Regions from separate parts of the Mus musculus genome. Here all the other regions are linked to region 3. A link is a contact called in public Hi-C and HiChIP or PLAC-seq data. All regions are on one chromosome and are shown on one strand. The core of a region is the stretch at or near the end of the contact, and the rest is flanking DNA. Distances in the headings are between cores, read along the strand shown. Region 1 holds the start of C1ra (complement component 1, r subcomponent A). Region 2 holds the start of Ptms (parathymosin). Region 3 overlaps Lpcat3 (lysophosphatidylcholine acyltransferase 3). Region 4 holds the start of C1rl (complement component 1, r subcomponent-like).

Region 1 (4,380 bases), core at 1,076-3,575, 180 kb after region 3:
CACCTATAGGGTTGCAGACACCTTTAGCTCCTTGGGTGCTTTCTCTAGCTCCTCCATTGGGATCCCTGTGATCCATCCATTAGCTGACTGTGAGCATCCACTTCTGTGTTTGCTAGGCCCCGGCATAGTCTCACAAGAGACAGCTACATCTTGGTCCTTTCGATAAAATCTTGCTAGTGTATGCAATGGTGTCAGCGTTTGGAAGCTGATTATGGGGTGGATCCCTGGATATGGCAGTCTCTACATGGTCCATCCTTTCGTCTCAGCTCCAAACTTTGTCTCTGTAACTCCTTCCACCAATTCTTGTTTTAAAAGCCGCACTCAACTCAGCCTCCTGATAGACCCAGCTGAACATGATAGTACAAATGGTACCCAGAGGTCTCCTCACTGGCCAGCATCACCTAGTGTCTTCCCTGCTTTGTCTCACAGATTCCTTACTTTGTCCAAAGCAGACGACGTTCTCCTTGCTAGCTTTGCCGTGGGATGCACCCCTCCCTCAACGCTGCAGACTTGTTGAGTCCCCTTTGTTGGGGAAGTGTGGAGTTTTCTCGTTATTTTCTTAGTCTCCTGGCTGTTGCCTGAGCCTCATAGTGCGAGGAAGAGCATAGGCTCTGCTTGAATCCTGCCTTTTATTTTTACTGGATGTAGAAAGATGAGGCTAAGAAAGAAACCCTTTGAAGGGTACATACAGGGGTGACCAAGGTCCTTGTCTTCCCTGAAGGACATGTGACACCTTTCATATGTTTCTTTTCTTCTTGTTTTGGATGCAGTAGGTTACCATTCAGGGAAACTGAGGCATGGCTGTTTCTCAAGGCCTTATGGTTAGCTGTGTCCTAACTCCAATACATAGTGAAATCTACTGGAACAAACACCCCCATGCCTGCCCCTTTTCCTCATGAATCTCACTGAAGGCCTCAAAAGTCCATGGATACCCCCTCTATGGCACCAGCGACCCAAGGCCAACATTTCTACAGAGCTGTACAGTGATGGGGTGCAGGCATATTGTCCAGAGTATTCAGAGCACAAACTTCCAGTTTTGTTTCCCCTCCCTCCCACTCTGACGCCTACCTTAACATAGTCATAGAAGCAGCCTTCAGAAGGCTCCACGTCAAACTGCCAGAAGACCAGCTTCACCCTGTACCCCATGGGGACAGTGATCACAGTGGTTGTCTCCAAGTCACTGGGGTAAGGCTTGGGATACAGAGGGGAGGTCACCTCTCCATAGAGCTTCTGAGGGAGGTAAATGGAGCCTTCCACCCCATAGAACAGGGTCACCAGGAGGGCAAAGAGCCACCTGTCAAAGAGAGAGGCGAGTGTTTGTGGGGCTGGAGGATCAAGGGTGTTGTGTAGCACCCTTGCTATTTGAACTGCCTTAGGCAGGAATAGGATGACTAAACTGCCTGGTTCTTCCCCCATGCCCATTGTAGACTTCATAGTGGTTCTGTGATTGGGGGCATCAGCAGCCTCTGCATCTGCTGCAGCTGAGTTTCTCGTAGGTCAGTGCCCAGTCCAGGGGTCACTGGACTCTATCACACTCCCCACCCCCAGCCTCTGAACTGCCTTCTCTGCCCTTCTCTTTTGCCTCCTTTTCTTCCTGGAGTAGAAGCTATCTGAGGGTGAAGTTTTCCAGTGATGGCTCTGCAAAGTTTCCCAAGGCTTCAGCAAAGACCCCTGGGAGAAACCCTTCATCATGTCTGAGAAACACAGGTGGGGTCTGAGAAACACACGTGTGTGTGTGGGGGGGGGAGAGAAACACACGTGGGGTCTGAGAAACACACGTGTGTGGGGGGGGAGAGAGAAACACATGTGGGGTCTGAGAAATACACGTGGGGGGGTTCTCTCCTCTCTCAGAGAGTTCCCTCCCCTCACTGTTACCCTGCTATGAACCCAGAGTCAAGAAAGGAGAGGCTAGCTCAGCTCATGTCTAAGGGTCTGGACCCTGGGAGGAGGGCTGAGGAGTGACCCTGAGAAGTATGTGCTCTGGAGCTGGCAGTATGGGAAGAAGGATATTGTATTCCTCTTCTTATTCCCCTTCCATTTTCTTTCCGTATTCTTTTTTTTTTTTCTTTAAAGTAATATGGGCGCATGTTTGCTTCCTATGCCCAACTCCTCTTTCCTCCCTTGATACCCATCAGTCTTACTCACATGTCTCAAGGCCAGTTTGTTTTGGGTCCTCAGCTCTCCTGACAGAGTCTTCAGGCACTGTAAGTTGAAGGAGGGAGTAGGCATACAGGGGAGGGAAGGATTGTGGCAGTGGAGGGGGTGACCATTCCCGGAGGAATGTTTCAGGGAATGAAGCATTTGCATAAACAGCAAAAAAAATCTGAGTTCCCAGTTTAGTTTTGGTTTTGAAATCCTCGTTGCTTGCTGGTGCCATCTGGTGGTCCATTTGGGGAATGGCTGAGGCGATGGGATCTGAAGTTTTAGGGACCTGGAAACATTTGGTTTGGAGGGCCAGACTCTGGGGTCTCTAAATCGGATTAACATTTTCTGGGAGACTTTCCTGGGGCTGCTAGTTGCCCTTTATTCCAGGATCCTCGCCACAGGCATCGTAGATTGTGGAGGCACTTAAAGGCTCTGCTTTCCTATTGGCCCCTTTTTTGCAATTCTTATTCACCTGGAAGCCAAGGAGCTGGGGTTTCAATGCACAGGGTGAGGTGAAGAAGAACTGGGTTGAGGAGGGCACCGAGGTGTACAGGTGTGGATATGAGTGTGATGGAGTTGCAAGATCACAGGACACTAAAGCAAGGCTATGCTTTGAGCTCCCGCCTCCATCCTTGAACTCTGGCTTCCCAGTGAACTTAGATCTTGTTGAAGATAGGGCAGCTGCAGAGTGGAAGAAACATCTTTTCCTGGACATATGGTCAGCTCGAGTCTTCAGGGATACAACTACTTAGCGCTTCAAGCAAAGGGTGTGGCCGCAGAGGGAGAGTGACTCTTTCTTCTTAGAAGGGAAACCAGGTACCCGGGACAGCTGTGCTGTCCACAAGGACATGGTGTCCTGTTTAAAAAATTTGTTCCTGTCTCCACCAAAAAATTTATGGCACTTTGTTTTGTGGAGGCTTGGACTACAGAGCAGGCATGCCAGTTCCTGTAAGGTGTTCCTGATTAGAGAAAATGTTCCTCCCCTACTCGCTCTTCTCTCCCGACTTGTCCACGTATGGGATAATTCGTATTAGGGGTCAGCCTGTGAACTTAAAGGATCCACAACGATGGAGGCAGTCTCCCCTTGACAGTGACCTTGGCATGAGGCCGGAGAGCAGGCACACACAAGATGTGAAACGCACGGAGGTTTGGAAGATTTTCCCAGCACTGGGGCAGAAGCCTGAATGAAGGTAGTGGCTAGGAGAGAGGGAGGGGTGGGGAGGGCTTCCAAGATTTTATCAGGGTAAGATAAGGTCGGGAAAGACCAATGATGAGGGATAGGAAATGGACTAGATCAGAAGACAGAAGGAAGAGGAAATCTTGCCTAGTGAATTGCATGTTGGTATCCTAAGAAGTAGGTGTGTGTGTGTGTGTGTGTGTGTGTGTGTGTGTGTGTGTGTATGTGCATGGCTTGTTCATAACTGTGGCAGAAGGATCAGATGGAAGGGTGTGGTCCAAGAAAGCAAGTCAATTGAAAAATCTCATCTACATTGCTTCTAGGGATTCTGAGTTCTGTTCTGATGTCATGTGACTTGACCAAAAAAATATGCCAAACCTGGACCTTACCACCTCAGGTCCTGCCCCATTTCCATTTTGTTTAAACATACAAATAAAGTTTAGATCTGCATCTAGAGATAAAAATATTACATAGATATAGACAAATATATGTCTTTTGCTTTGTCTGTAAGAAAATATATAATTTTTATCAAAATAAAAAGTTCAATAAGAATGACATATGCTTACTACTTAAAATTTAGTCAGTAGAAAATAAGAGAAAATAATCAGTCAAAATCGCTCCACCCAAAATAACTTCTGCTTAGTATTCTTGGAATACTGTTACTTTTAACCTATTTTTAAAAATAATTTACTTATTTGTACTTTATGTTCATAAGTGTTTTGCCTGGGTGGATGCATGTGCACCTGTGCACGCAGTGTCTGTGGAGGCCAGAGAGGTTGTTGGAAACTCCAGACCTGGAGTTATAGACACATGTGAGCTATTTGTGTGTGTGTGTGTGTGTGTGTGTGTGTGTGTGTGTGTGTGTGTGTGTGTTTCCATTCCAGGGACCTCTGAGTCATCTCTCCAAACCCCTAGACTACTTTTAATAGTCTTTTGAATTGTGCATAGGGTTTAAAAAGTAGAATCAACCATATTTATATCCTGCCAACTATTTATTAATTTATTTGTTTATTTATTGGTTTTTAAGACAGGGTTTCCCTGTGTAGCCCTGGCTATCC
Region 2 (4,451 bases), core at 338-2,837, 220 kb before region 3:
TTGCTATAGACATCAGTCACTGAAGTCTGAGAAGCGCATTGAAAAGGGGAAATGGAGAGATCTCAGAGAAAAGGTGGACCGAACCCTGCCAGGAAAAACCAGGGTGGGGCGCAAAGATTTATGAGACGAAGAAACTGAATTAAGAGTCAGAGAAACCAGGAGATGTGTATGAGAGATCAAACGATGGTGTGTTGACACGCTCACATGCTAAATGATGATGGAAGACCAACAATGGCTTCCCTTTTTTTCTAATTGGGGGGGGGGGTCGGGAAGGGGCAAGATGTATTGCTCAGGATGCCCTCAAACTAATGGCAATCCTCCTGCCTCAGCTTCCCAAGTGCTGAATAGGTCATCTGGCTAAAGGTGATGTTTTTTATTAAGGAAATAAAAATGATTAGGAAAAGGTGAGGGGTAATAATGACAGATCACACACACACACACACACACACACACACACACACACACACACACACCCCAAAGACAATCTTTTCCCAAAGCCCAGCCTTCTTCTTCATCCACCGTTCGGGCCTCAGACTGACAGGCCAGCCCGTCTCTTTCTGAATCTTAGGGTTCTCAAAAAATTATCTAAAGATTCTGAACCTAGGGGTGAGGCGCTGAGGACAAGGAACCCCGTATCTGGGCCCGTGTGTGCAAAGGACAATTGAATTCAGAAAGACTGGGGGGAAGACAGAGAAGAGCTACGAGAGGGAAAATGTACAAGGACAATCGGAAAGAGTTGAAAATTAGCTAAGTTTATAGGGCCAGGTGATAATCAGGTAAGAAAACAGTGTTATCTGGAGCAAAGTAAATTGAGACATAAGAGATGTAGATGGTTGTAAGGGAGGGGTCTCGGTCTATATGAATGAAGAGGTGAAGAGAAACACAAGAACCAGGCAATTAAGTGAGGTGAGACAGGTAAGAGGAGAGAAGAATAAAGAGGCAGACGAGAACATCAGAGGGCCCCTCACATCCCCCGAAACAGACTGGAAGGAACCCGACAAGGACCACAAATGTCAAGTCCAGCCGAGAGGCCCAGGCTGTCCTTTGTACTCTCACTTTCCTCCTCAAGGCCACCTAGAGAAGGCGGACAGGAGCGAGAAATGGAAGTGGCTCTGCAGCCTTCTTCCTCTCCTTTCAGCTTTTGGTTTCTCAAATACCTGCCCAGCCTCTACATCTACAGCCCCACTCCCTGCACCCCCACTTTAGCAAAATCCCAGGGCTAAAAGGAGGAGGTCAGCAGGAGTCTGGCCAGTCCGCCCCCAGGAGCCAGACTCCAGCTTGCAGGCAGTAGGCTGGCATTTGGAGCGGTGTCTCCCCGCAGGAACCCCACCCCTTCCCACCTCCTCGCCCCACTCCGCTCGCTCCCGAACCGTCAGTCTCTCCATTCCCCCGCCCGGTCTCGTCCTTCCTCCTGTCCCGCTCGCTCTCCCGCCCTTCGCTTTCATCCTCCTATCCCCACCTCTCCAACCTCCTCTTTCATCCCCCTCCCCTCTCCTCTCCTCCCCGCTCTCGCCTGCCCCACCCCTGGGAAGCCCCTCCCGTCGGGCAGCGCCGCCTTAAAAGCGGGTTCCCTTCCCGGGGGCGGCAGCGGCTGGTCGGCGGCAGCTCTGCTGGTGCGGGGGCGGCGAGCAAGACCGAGCGACCGCGACCGGAGCGCGCCGGCCACCGCCCGCATCGTCCTCCCGCCTGCCCGCCCGCCCGCCCTCCGGACGGCCGCAGCCCTGCGGGTCTCTGCTCGGGACCCACCCCCGCCCCACCCCGCGCGCCTCTGCCGCCTCTTGCAGCGAGCCAGCTTGCCGAGCGGCCGTCGCTGCCGCTGCCGCCGCCGCCACCGCGCCAAGTTCCGGCCGCGGCCACCCTCCGCCGTCCAGGGCTCCTCCGCCTCGGCCCCGGGACCCCGGCTCCCTGCCAGCCCCGGCCCCGGCACCATGTCGGAGAAGAGCGTGGAGGCAGCGGCCGAGCTGAGTGCCAAGGTACGGGCAGGGGCGGCGGCGGCGCGGCACCCGGGCGGCCCCGGGATCGGCGCGGTCCTTCGCGCCCGGTCGCCCCCGACGGCCCCGAGCGGCCCTGGCGCCCGGTCCCCGCGGACCCCGCTGCGCCCTCCCCCCGCTCGGAGCCCGGCGCTGCCTATCCCGCTCGGCACCACCGGCGCCCTCTAGCGGCCCAGCGCGCCGTGGCTCGGGCCTCACCGCCCGGCCTGCGCCCGGCCCCGCCATCCCCACCCCTCTCGTGCCCTGCCTGCCGCGCCCGCCTCTGCCCGGTCCGCCTTCTCGTCGGAGAGCGGCGCCTCTAGCTTCCCGGGCCCCATGTCCGAGCCGAGCCCCCAGGTCTCTTGCCACTATGACCTCACCTTTCCTCTGCTAAGCGGTTTGGGATCCTCAAGTGTAAACAGGACTCTCCCGGGAGGCTACTCCTCGGCTCCTCCCCTTGCCGCCCGACCGTCTGTCCTCGTCCCTGAAGGGCTGCTCCTCTCCACCCCCCCTTTTTAATTTTTAAAAAAATTTTTTGCCCATCTTCATTTGTTCTTCCTCTACTACCGATTTCCATTTTTTTTCCATTATCGCCTCCCCTCATGTTGAATTTCTAAAAATCAGAAAGACGGAGAAACGAGCCTTCGAAAAAGCTGGAGCTCAGCATCGCCTGACCATACGTCAAGCTATCTTTGCTCTCAGCAGCTGCCTTTCCCGGCCTCATCCCTTTGCCCTTGTCTCTCTTTCAGCCTTCCTCTAATTTCCCCAGGGAAACTGCGGAGTGCCGCTTAGGGAAATTAATGCGGCCAGGCTTGGGGGCTGGGAGCCCAGTCTTTTTTTTTTGGGGGGGGGGGCGCAGTATAGTTCTCGAGGTCCAAGTGGAAGGAGGGAGCTGATAGGATGAAAGGCAGTGGGAAGAGGGGACATGTGAGATCTGATAAGGTGTGCCTGTGTGGCCCTCCGGTGGGTTGTGCGGTGGCATGTGACTTCACCGAGTAGGCGTCTTTGTATGTCTGAGATCCAGCGAGTGTGTGGGACCGCCCGTGTCAGTTACATGTGTGCATGCGGAGACTGACTGAGATGTCCTGGAGGCATGTTGTTGCTTTGTGAGTGGCTACAGTGTGCTCCTGTGAGACTGTGCCAGAATGCCCAAACATTGGGCCATGTGTCTACAGAGTGAGTGGGTGCTCCCCTGCAGATGTGTGAGTTGGTGTTAGCCTGGGTGAGCTTCTGTGCCCCTGGAGAGGCCAGAGAGCTGCTTAGCAGCTGGGGGCAGGTCACATACCCTCCTGGACAAGAGATCATGGAAGGACAGTGACCAGGACAGGACCCAGGAGGAGAGGGGCCAACCCTGTGGACTTTGGTCTCTGGTATTCTCTCTCCCTTCCCCTCACCCCTCCATCAACCGCAGTAGAAAACTCAGGCCAGGGCCTGGCTCATGCTAAGCTGACTTAGTTCCTGCCTGGCCCGGGAGTGTATGAGAAAGCCCACCTGGTAATACAAGTGCCCAAACCCACCATGTGACAGAGAAGGAACGACAAATCAGAATGAGGAACCATGTCTGGTGTGAGAGGGTCCAAGTGTTTTGTGCTCTTCCTGAAGGGAGAAGGGAGTGGAGTGTCCTCAGGCCAGTCATTTTGGCACCTCTTCTACCTCAGTCTTGTTCTAGAAAGGACACGTACCTCTGGGGTGATCTACTTAGGAGAACTCCGGCCCACTTGGGATCGTGTACACAGAGTTGCATACTAACGTTAGATAAGAGCGGAGGAGAAGGTGGCCCCTGCCAAGGAGACATGGGATCTGTATGGGGTTGGAAGGCTGGTGTGTCCAGAGGGGCTTACCCACTGTCAGAATAGAATAGGACCTGCTGGGCTTTTGGAGTGAAGGCAGACAGCCTGGTGGGAGGGACTCTGGGCAGGTAACTCCCACCTGCCCGCCCGCCCCGGCGCACACTTGTTTGTTGTGCTTCCTCCTTCCTTGGCGGCAGGAAGGTGGAGCGCGCAGGGAACGCCGAGACTGGTTAGATTGGGGATAGAAACCGATGTGGGAACACGTTAGGGTGATCGCCACATCCCTGTGCCGTTAGGCCAGGTAGGAACAGGAGGATTAGGGAGACACAGCAGGGAAACAAAGACCCCAGAAGCTGACGGAGAAGCTGGGAGTGATGCCCAGGAGAGAGAGTACTTAGGCAAAGGCCCCTGAGGTAGACAAAAGGCAGAGCGGGGGCAAGCAGAGAGGGTGAGGGGGTGGGGCAGCCAGGCTGCCAGCAGATGGGGGATTTGCTTTGTGGAGCTCAACTCTTAAGCCAGGGGAGGTTCGGAAGAACTTGATGGGGTGGGAGCCTCAGCGACTCTGGCCACTTATCATCACTTGCCCACATCCCTGGGGGCCCTAGGGGACAGAAGTCTCTAGTATCAGCCAATTATGGCCCATATCTAAGGACCGGAGGACTCCAGTTGTGTCTCAAACTATGGCCACCTT
Region 3 (4,868 bases), core at 1,919-4,418:
CACAGAGATCTACCTGCCAAGTGCTGGGATTAAAGGCGTGTACCACCACTACCTGGCTAGAACTCAAGTATTTTTAACCGAGGCAACAACGTAAGGTGCAATCTCAGGACTTTCTTTCATTTATACCTACCAACTATTGAGGAAGTGACCGACACCCGTAATCTCAGCCCCCAAGATGCTGAGGCAGGAGATTCTTCAAGTCTGAGGCCAGCTTGGACTACACAGCGAGTACTGGCAGGCCTCGCATCCACAGCAGATTCTGTTTCAAAAACCTACCAAGGGCTAGGGCTCTCCCTCAGTTGTTAGAGTGCTTGCCTAGCATGCACAAAGCACATACAGATAAGACAAAACAAAACAAAAACCCAAACCAAAGAAGAGAAGATGTCCATTCTGCTCAGAAACAGTATTTTACACTTTGTGATCTGTCCTGTGAGGACAGCACCCTCGGACTTCTGAGAAGACAGTTAACACTAGGCTATGAGGTGGGCTTGCTCGAGTATCGACCCATTTATAGAGCTTGTTTTAGAACACTAAGAAATGTCTTCAAGCTTAATTCAGGAAATGATACAAACTGTGATATGATTCAGGCTGTGAGCAAACTCTCAGGGGAGCTCCTAGAGGGCAATGAGTTCTACACTGCCAAGGGTTGCTCAAGGAATCAGAGAGGCCAGTGCACTGTATCCCTAAGTCAGAGAGAGCGTAGCCAATGGCCTCGCTGCAGACTGGTCCTCAACAGTCTATCAAGTGGTGGAGCTGACATGCTTGCACTTGGGCATGTGTGGACAGTCAGTCTCCTCTTTGTTTTCTGGAAGGACACCTTGCCTATTCTATTCCTGTACAGTGTTCCAGAGTTGGTCATGGTTTATAATTGCCACAGTTCTTGCTTTTAGAATATAAAATGTAAGGTCAGGGTGATGGCTGAGCCGGTAAGAGTGCTTATCACCAAGCCAGATCCCTGGGGACTACACAGTGGGAAGAGCGAGCCAACTCCTGCCAGTTGGCCTCTGACTAGCACATGAGTGTGTGTGTTTGTGCACACATGCAAATAAGTCAATGTAATAAAGTAGTTAAAATAAAAATATTCTTAGTTTTACCATTGGCAATATAGTTTTGAGTGTGTGGTAATTGCAATTTCTTTTATTTTTACTTTTATTTATTTATTTATTTTCCCCAAGACAGGGTTTCTAGCCCTAGAACTCACTCTGTAGACCAGGGTGGCCTGAAACTCACAGAGATCTGCCTGCCCTTGCCTCCCCAGTTTTGGGATCAAAGGTGTGCGCCACTATCGCCCAGTGGCTTAAAAACTGTCAATCCATAAAACAAAATGCTCAATTATGTCGTTACTTACAGTGTAAGGGACTGAACCCGGAGCCTCATACACGCTGGAAGAGTTGTCTACCACTGTGTTATAGCTCCAGGCCTCTCTGCACAGTTCATTGTTTTGAGGTAGGGTGTTAAGAAGCTGCCCAAGCTGACCCTGAACTCTCTACAGCCTAGATAGGCCTTCTACTTGTTCGCCTTACCCCAGAGTGTCTTCGTCACCAGTTCTGTGTTACACGGAAACGCAGAGTTCCCGTTTTTGTTTATTTGTTTTGACCCGAGGTCTCTCTATGTAGCTCTGCTGTTCTGGAACTTACCATGTAGACCACACTGGCCTCAAACTCACAGAGATCCTCCTGCCTCTGCCTCCTGAGTGCTGGGATTGAAGGCATGCGCCACCATGCTTGGTTCCTTGTAATTGTTTTTATATAGCCTAGGCTGGCCTGGAACTCACTTTCTTGCTTTGATTCCCCAGGACTACATAAACCAGACGTGGTGGTCACAGACCTGAAATCCCAGCCTTGGGATGGAGAGGAGGAGGATCAGGAATTCAAGGACATTTCTGGCTTTATAGCAAGTGAGAGGCCAGTCTGCTGCATGAAAACGCACCTCAAAACCAAACAAACAAAACCTCAAACTTTTTACTCTAAAAAAATATATTATTGTATATAAGTGTGTGTGTGTGTGTGTGTGTGTGTGTGTATGCACACGTGTGTACAGCCAGTGTTTGGAATCAAATAGCAACTTTGGAGTTTGCTCTCTTCCACCATTATACAGGTCCTGGGGATTGAATTCAGGTAGGAGGCTGAGGCAGAAGATTCTAATTGTCTGGGAGAGCTCACAAATTCTGGATAGGGGCTGGTGAGATGGCTCAGTGGGTAAGAGTACAGGACTGCTCCTCCAAAGGTCCGGAGTTCAAATCCCAGCAAACACATGGTGGCTCACAACCATCTATAATGAGATCTGATGCCCTCTTCTGGTGTGTCTGAAGACAGCTACAGTATACTTACATATAATAAATAAATAAATCTTTAAAAAAAATTCTGGATAGATAGAATTAATCTTTTTGAGTACTAAAACCTTTAAGCATGTGAGATGTACCAAAAGTAAAGAACACAATGCATTTCTCTGTCCTCTTCAGTTGAAGAGAATTTAAAATTTTCTTTTTTAAGGATGGGGTCTAGTGTATGCCAGATTGCCTGAATTAGCTTTATAGCTGAGGCTGGCCTTTAATCCCTAACCCCGCTCCCACCTCCCACGCCTGGGCCACACCCAGGGTTTGTACTCTCCCAGCCCTAATTTAACATTTCTCGATAATACTGGACCTTGCTATTTCAGGAGAGCCACGCTGTCTTCCTGCCCTTTGGGGTGTGGGAAGCTGCCTCAACTCTGCAGGACCTACACTGCCCTGAATTCTGAGTTCTTGTGTTCACGGCTTACGTTTTTCCTGTCTTTTCCCTTGCTATTTTGGGGTCAAGGGTCACGTCTTGAGCTTTCAACAGGCCAGCCAAGCCTAGATCCTTCCCCGATTTCTAACTTACCAGGGAATTTAGAAAGCATAATTTTATAAGACCAAGAAAGCAGACATGGCAGGAGCCAGGGTCTCGGGCGTGCTCCTGCAGACGCTGTACAGGCCAGCTAGCTTTGGTTCTGGCTGCTGCAGGGGACCTGGCTTGGGAAGTTGGGAGGAGTGCAGGTTGCATGGTCCCACTCAGGTCAGTATAGCGCAGACTGGGGAGTATGTGAGAAGCTGAAGTACAGGCAGGAAAATCAAAAGAACAGAGAAAGCGGGGTTACCCAGAACACCGAGACCACAAGAGGTGAGGGCAAAGCTTGCTCGGAAGTTGCCAAGGGAAGGAGGGGACAAACTGTGCTGGGTGAGTTGCTGTGACAACCCCGGCCCATGGTGGGTATGTAAACACTGAACCTTGCTCTTGGCAGCTGCCCAGCTCAGCAGGCTTGGCAGCCTGGCAGCTAGGTCACCCCTTCAGGGAGAAGCTGTTTTTAGGGAGAGTGGTGCCCTACAAGCTATTTCCAAGTCTTAATTCTTTCTTTGTGGGAACTGGTGCTTGATAAGAGTGGCAACCATCACCTACGAATCGTCAAGAACACCAAGCACCGTGACACGTGCACCTGCTTGCACACCAGAGTCTAACCGGAAGGCCATGTACTTTAAAAATGAGCTGCACACAAGTCTACGAGCAGTAGGCCTCAGTACCACTAAAACCCTAACAATGGCCCTGGGAATGGAATCCTGAGCTTGACAGGCCACTGGCTTTTGTTTAATCTCACCAAACAGGTTTTAATATCGGTGGTCAGAGGATCTGAGAACCTGTGGTAGAACTCAGTCTTCCTCCTTTCTGATTGCTGAAGGAGGTTATCGCTGGTGAAGCATCGGGGCCCTAGGTCAAGGATCCTGTTAGAACAGGGCTCGTTCTAAGGAGAGCAAAGTCCAGGATGTGCTGTGTACTGACGGGCTGCAGCTAGGGGCAGGGACTCCAGGTTCAGCGGGTTAACAGCACAGTGAGACTATTCCCTGGGGTCTCTGTGCTTCTCACTGAGTTGTGTTTGGGACCGGGGACGTCACACTGCCTGTGTTAGTGTTAGCTCCTTATTTCCTGTACACTTGTACAATTACTCATTAATCTTGAAGTTGAGGGGCGTGCTGCTTCACTTGAAGAAAACAGAAGTGAACTGTTTTCATTAAAATATGATACATCCCCTTAGCCTTTCATCCCGTTAGCCATTTACGAACTCTGCAGGAATACGATATGGCCCCACTTGGTCAGGCAGCAGACCGAAGGACCTGGGTCAGAGAGTAAGCTATGCTTGTCCAATGTGAGGAAGAAGGAGGAATTCCAAGTGCTATGTGCTGAACCAGCTGTTGATATCAATTCTACAGCACACCCTACCTCCCGCCCACCCATGTCGGGGACTGAACTAGGGCCTCACATGCTAGGCAAGTGCTGAACTTCCCCACACTCCCACTGAAGACTCTTTTTCTGGCTCCTAAAAGTTTCAAGCTTGTTTCTCTAATTTTGCTGTATTGCCTCTGTGAAAACTCCGTGATGCTCACACAACTTAATATGATCTTTATGCCAAACTACGCCAGCACTAACTTTCCCTAGGTTAGTCCTGTGTCCCCTGGGTCCTCCCTGGATATTTTTAGTATGACATTTTGTACTCTCTCAAATGCTGTATAACTAAAGCTGATTTTCTACCTAAATCAGCCTTCTCTTGCCTTCTTTGTTAATTACAATTATGATAATTATGCTTTTTAAAGATGATTTATCTTATACAGTGTTTTGTCCACATGTATGAATGTGCACATGTATGTGCTTCATACTCATGGAGGCCGGAAGAGGAATGTCCCATCCCTGATACTGGAGTTACAGACAGTTATAAAGCTGCCATGTGGTGCTGGGAATCAAATTCTGTCCTCTGAAAGAGCAACAAATGCTCTTAACTGCTGAGTCATATCTCCAGGCCATTCCTCCCCCCCTTCCTTCCTTCCTTCCTCCCCCTTCCTTCCTTCCTTCCTTCCTTCC
Region 4 (4,780 bases), core at 940-3,439, 200 kb after region 3:
TGCTGGAAGTTTAAAGGAAAATTAGACAAATATTAAAAACTGCATAGTAGAATAAGCATATCATTTGTACATATGGAGGTAAATACCATTGCAGATAGCTACTCTGTAAATGATTGCCCTTGGGGTAGGTTGAGCTATTGTTTTTCATTACAATCTCTGGAGGACTCTTTGTTGATGTTGTTTGTTTGTTTTTTGCTTTGTTTTGTTTTGGTTTGGTTTTTTGGTTTTGCCCTGGCTGTCCTGGAACTCACTCTGTAGTTTCTGCCTTGAACTCAGAAATCTGCCTGCCTCTGCCTCCCAAGTGCTGGAATTAAAGGTGTGTGCCACCACTGCCTGGCTGGGGTTTTTTTTTTTTTTTTTAATTCCTCTTCCTTCCCCACCTTCCTCCATAAAAGGAATTGGATCTAGGGTCTTGGCACATATTTTACTAATGAGCTGTATTCCTAGCCCTTTAGAATTTTTTAAAAAAGTCTTTAAATAAGATTTATAACCTAAGCACTCAGAAGGTTGAGGCAGGAGAACTGTGAGTTCAAAGGTAGCCTGGGTAACTTACTTTTTGTTGAGACAATGTAGCTCAAGCTGGCTGTGAACTTGTTTTGTATAGTTCAGGCTGGCTCTTCCTGACTTAACCTTTTAAGTTTTGGGATAACATGTCTCACTGACCACATCTGGCTAAGATTCTGATTTTTAAAAATTATATGCATATCTTACTTTGATATAAATAAAATTTAACTCAAAAGATAACATACTATGATTTAAAAGAACTCTTATTTTGAATAATGCCCTTGCTGTGATTTTGTGGCCTCTCATCCCAGGTGAACTTGATCGGTCTTCACTTGTTCTTCTGAGGGTGAACATTTGTCATTAATTACATCCAGTTTCCTAACTCAGTAGAGAAAGCACTCAACAAGGTCTAGCTAGGGAGGGTGAGATCCCGGGCCTTTGACAAGATTGTAGAGCAACAATATTTATGTGTCTCTTTGTAAGCTCTCAAAACTCAGGCTCTGCCCCGCAGCCGCCTTCTCTCAGAGCTTGGTGGGTCCCTGCGGATGCCTTGGTGGAACCCTTGGTGAGTTGCCAGGGACGGGTGGGAGGCTGTATACTGAGTGATCAGGCTGTAGCTAGGCCCTAGATCCTCTGACTTGGACACCTTATCTCTTCTCTAGATGGGTGGTTCAGAGCAGAGCTATCACCCACTGCCCATGGGAGGCTCCCTCCCCAGAGCCCCTGCAGCTCTCCACCCCCTTGTCCAGCTCACTGTGACAGAGTCGCCTTCACAGTCTGGGGATGGCTCCAGATCAAAGTCCTGGAAGGTCAGCCTCACAGCAAACCCCTCTGGAGCCTCGATGTCAGTGTGGCTCTCCTGGCCTTTGAGATATGGCTCTGGGTATCCAGGGGATGTCAGTTGCTGTGGTGACTGCTGGGCCAAAAGCACAGAGGCCTGTGTGGGGCAAGTATGGAGGATTCCCCAAAGGAGCCACCAGCACCTGTGAGTGAGCAGGGAAGACAAGGTGAGGTTATACAGCTCTACCAGAGGCTGTGTGTGTATGTTCTGTTGTGGCCAGAGATGATAAAGGCTCCGGAGGCTTAGGGACTAGCAGTTGTGTCCGTGGCCCCAGAGTGTTGGGCACTTCTGGATACCACTTTCCTGAACCGAGTCTGTGTAGGTTCCTATCTGGATTCCTCTGTAGCCCGATCTCCAAGACTGCGGGGTTTCTATCCTATGAAGACATTATTATGGCTCCTTTTCCTTTGTGAGTCTAACCCAGATGGCTTCCTGCCTCAGCCTTTCCTAACCCCCTCCTGGAGTACAAGTTAGGGTCATTTAAATAATTCCTGGCTCAGAGCACTGAACAGGCAAATTCAGTTAGTTCCCTCTGGGTCATCTGTCTACCCTCCGCCCCTCCCTGCCCCCCCACCCGGCCGTGTGTGTGTGTGTGTGTGTGTGTGTGTGTGTGTGTGTGTGTGTGTGTGTGTGTGTGTATACTTATGTAACCCCATGTCCTGCCTTCCTCCCTTCCTTTCTCCCAGCCCCTTTCTTTCTCCAGGGCCCTCTATGGTGCAAACTCACATCTTGCTCATGCAGCTTGTGGTGGGAGAACTCCATAGGCTGTTCTCCAGCTCTGGGACCAGGCCTCTGAACCCTGACATCTGGAACTGGCTAGAGTGCTTGGCTCAGGCCAGGGAGTAGGAGGTGGGGCTAGAGGAGGCCCTTTAGGGAGAAGGCAGAAGTTACTGGAAATGAGTTGAGACTCTGGGTGCAGGTCTGCCACCTGCTGACAGACTCAGGAATAGCTCTCACCATAATTGAAAGGAAAGACCTTTAAAACACGTGAGAGAGCAGAGTATGTGCACATGTACACATATGTACACATGACCTTTGGCTCTTTGCTTTTTTTTAGGGGGATGGGAGCTGAGATAGTCTTGCAAAACCTGGACTGGGCCTCCAGCTTGCTATTAGTGGAGGCTCTGCCTCCTCTCTAGCATTAGAATTACACCACACCTAGATCTTGGTTGTATTTTTGAAACAGGGTCTCACTTTGTAGCCCAGGCTGTCCTAGAACTCACTCTGCAGACTAGACTGGGCTCCAAATCATGCCAATCCTGCCGCCTTAGCCTCCAGAGGGCTGGGATCACAAGGACTTGCATACCCAGTTCTTCTGGAATATTATTAACTATATGTTTGTATCGTGGCTTGTGTGACACTTCTTATGACTCTACTGCTGCCTTTAATGAACTAATCTCTCCTCCCCCCTCATTTACCCCAGCAGTCTGCCTCTTGGAGAACTTGAAGTGTGTGACTCAAGAACCCCCGAGTCTTTCTTTCCTCTCCTTCTTGGTCAAGAACCAGTGAGTTCGGGCTGGAGAGATGGCTCAGCGGTTAAGAGCACTGACTGCTCTTCCGGAGGTCCTGAGTTCAAATCCCAGCAACCAGATGGTGGCTCACAACCATCCTTAATGAAATCTGACGCCCTCTTCTGGTGTGTCTAAAGACAGCTACAGTGTACTTACATATAATAGTAAATACATTTTTGGGCCGGAGCGAGCAGAGGTCTTGAGTTCAATTCCCATCGACCTCATGATGGCTCACAACCATCTGTGCACTCATATACATAAAATAAATAATAAATCTTTTTTTAAAAAAAGAAGGGGTGAGTTCATGCATTTTGTCATTTTGAGTCCCTACCACAACATCTGGAGGCTCCTCATATAGCAGGCTGTGGTCCATCCCCAGGAATCTCTGAATCCCTCGGGACTCACCTCAGCTGTCAACCCAAGCTGTAAGGTTAATCATATCAGGAGTCACAGCGTGAGTGAGAGGATTTTTCCCTGCACCCCCTGCCAAGGGAAGACACACACCCGTGGCTTGGTGAGCGTGGGAGGGTTAAGGATGCAGAGGTGAGCATGGGGGTGGTTAGGGAGCACAGGCAGAGGTGAGTGTGGGAGGGTTAGGGAGCACTGCAGAGGTGAGCATGGGGAGGTTAAGGATGCAGAGGTGAGCATGGGGGTGGTTAGGGAGCACTGCAGAGGTGAGTGTGAGAGGGTTAGGGAGCACTGCAGAGGTGAGCATGGGGAGGTTAGGGAGCATAGGCAGAGGTGAGTGTGGGAGGGTTAGGGAACACATGACGAGGTGAGTGTGTTAGGGAACACGTGCAGACATGGCTTGTCTAGTTCTTAGGAGGCAGGTGTGCAGAAGGATTTGCATTCTAGACTCACACACCAATCTGAGAAGAGCGAGTTGCTTCTTCCGTCTTGCATGTGGTCGTGTGGTTTCATTACACACAAAGTATGGTTTGAATGAGGATGGTTCCCGATAGTGGAAGAGACTGTGGCCTTGTTGGAGGAGGTGTGTCACTGGGAGTGTGCTGTGGGGTTTCAAAAGCCCACATCAGGCCCAGTCAGGATTTCTCTCTGCCTGGCACTTGTGGTGCACTTGAGAGCTCAGGTACTTCTCCAGCCCCATGTCTGCATGCCAGCATGCTCCCCTCCGTGATGATAACGGACTAACCCTCTGAAACTGTAAGCCAGCCCCCAACTCAACACTCTCTTCTATCAGTTTCTTCGGCCATGGTGTCTCCTCACAGCAATGGAACAGCAACTAAGACAAATGCATTCAGTGTCTTTGGTTTCTGCAGACTTAAAAAGATTAGGAGAGCCAGGCAGTGGTGTGCACACCTTTAATTTCAGCAGGTGAATCTCTTTGAGTCCGAGGCCAGCCTGGTCTACAGAGTGAGTCTCAAAAAAAAAATCAAACCAAACCAAAACACAACACAACAAAACTTAACAAAACAACAAAATGAGAGCAGCCCTGGTCCACACCTTTGAGGGAAAAGTGGAGACTGAGGAGCATACACAGTTTCCCAATCACAATTTTGAGACACAATCTACCGCTGTGGCATGTTCTGACCCTACACACCCTGGGGAGGAGTGGGAGGAGTGGGAGGAGTGGGAGGAGTGGGAGGAGTGGGAGGAGTGGGAGGAGTGGGAGGAGTGGACCCCTCTGGCTGAGCTCCCAAGGACCACTGAAACCTGTTTCCTCCTCTACCTACTAGGGTCACCCAGAGTTCCTGGGAAGCCAGAGGTCACTCTTATCCACAGGGTGAGCAGTCATTTTAGTCCATGACCAACTTGTCAGAAAGGAAACAGCAATGATTCAGCTAAGGTGAGGAATCCTGCAGTAGCTGGCCTGGTCTTTATCCTTGACAGTCTGCAGGGGCCAATCTGTACTCTATTTCTGAGCTCTGGTCATTCGTTAACAGAGGAAGAAACCTGAATCTGA

Evidence for each region. A called contact is a pair of places that touch in the nucleus more often than the background predicts. HiChIP or PLAC-seq counts read pairs in DNA pulled down with a chosen protein or histone mark.
Region 1: a contact with region 3 is called in a Hi-C map of nephron progenitors, with 1.8 times the contacts expected there. The contact joins the promoter of C1ra here to the enhancer-like site in region 3. A contact is called at or near these places in 3 of 39 promoter capture datasets (macrophages, neural stem cells and second pharyngeal arch cranial neural crest), 1 of 15 datasets of contacts at CTCF or cohesin (the NIH/3T3 cell line), 6 of 484 Hi-C or Micro-C datasets (Sertoli cells, embryonic stem cells, microglia and 2 more), 2 of 115 datasets of contacts at active chromatin or transcription factors (embryonic stem cells and microglia) and 3 of 9 other capture datasets (adipose tissue, embryonic stem cells and liver).
Region 2: a FOXA1 HiChIP or PLAC-seq map of pancreatic cancer cells shows a contact between it and region 3. The contact joins the promoter of Ptms here to the enhancer-like site in region 3. A contact is called at or near these places in 4 of 39 promoter capture datasets (the C10 cell line, cranial neural crest, hippocampal neurons and 1 more), 2 of 484 Hi-C or Micro-C datasets (the N1E-115 cell line and palatal mesenchyme), 2 of 115 datasets of contacts at active chromatin or transcription factors (embryonic stem cells and pancreatic cancer cells) and 3 of 9 other capture datasets (adipose tissue, liver and pancreatic islet).
Region 4: a contact with region 3 is called in an HNF4G HiChIP or PLAC-seq map of pancreatic cancer cells. The contact joins the promoter of C1rl here to the enhancer-like site in region 3. A contact is called at or near these places in 10 of 39 promoter capture datasets (the 3T3-L1 cell line, the C10 cell line, the HPC-7 cell line and 4 more), 1 of 15 datasets of contacts at CTCF or cohesin (embryonic stem cells), 12 of 484 Hi-C or Micro-C datasets (B cells, the G1E-ER4 cell line, beige adipocytes and 5 more), 7 of 115 datasets of contacts at active chromatin or transcription factors (the HPC-7 cell line, embryonic stem cells, microglia and 2 more) and 3 of 9 other capture datasets (adipose tissue, embryonic stem cells and liver).

Annotation. Positions count from the first base shown.
Region 1 is chr6:124,510,566-124,514,945 of GRCm38.p6, reverse strand. C1ra (complement component 1, r subcomponent A) reads right to left here and starts at 2,325. Exons shown (of 11, transcript NM_023143.3): 1 at 2,146-2,325; 2 at 1,069-1,294. The coding sequence starts at 2,147. C1rl (complement component 1, r subcomponent-like) reads right to left here. Exons shown (of 6, transcript NM_181344.5): 6 at 4,303-4,380.
Region 2 is chr6:124,915,082-124,919,532 of GRCm38.p6, reverse strand. It overlaps Ptms (parathymosin), which reads left to right and starts at 1,587. Exons shown (of 5, transcript NM_026988.2): 1 at 1,587-1,973. The coding sequence starts at 1,929. A230083G16Rik (RIKEN cDNA A230083G16 gene) reads right to left here and starts at 2,670. Exons shown (of 2, transcript NR_152158.1): 1 at 2,351-2,670.
Region 3 is chr6:124,692,716-124,697,583 of GRCm38.p6, reverse strand. The region is part of intron 1 of Lpcat3 (lysophosphatidylcholine acyltransferase 3); the gene reads right to left. Among named protein-coding and RNA genes, the nearest start is that of Emg1, 17 kb to the left of the region's middle. Within about 2 kb of position 3,168, at least 141 of the 459 cell types and tissues checked have an H3K27ac peak or open chromatin away from gene starts, as enhancers often do. A contact at or near this core is called in adipose tissue, beige adipocytes, cerebral cortex and 6 more, where this site is marked.
Region 4 is chr6:124,490,522-124,495,301 of GRCm38.p6, reverse strand. C1rl (complement component 1, r subcomponent-like) reads right to left here and starts at 2,189. Exons shown (of 6, transcript NM_181344.5): 1 at 2,072-2,189; 2 at 1,259-1,487. The coding sequence starts at 2,151. It overlaps Gm44096 (a long non-coding RNA gene), which reads left to right and starts at 900. Exons shown (of 3, transcript XR_003956364.1): 1 at 900-1,069; 2 at 1,167-1,511; 3 at 2,772-3,149.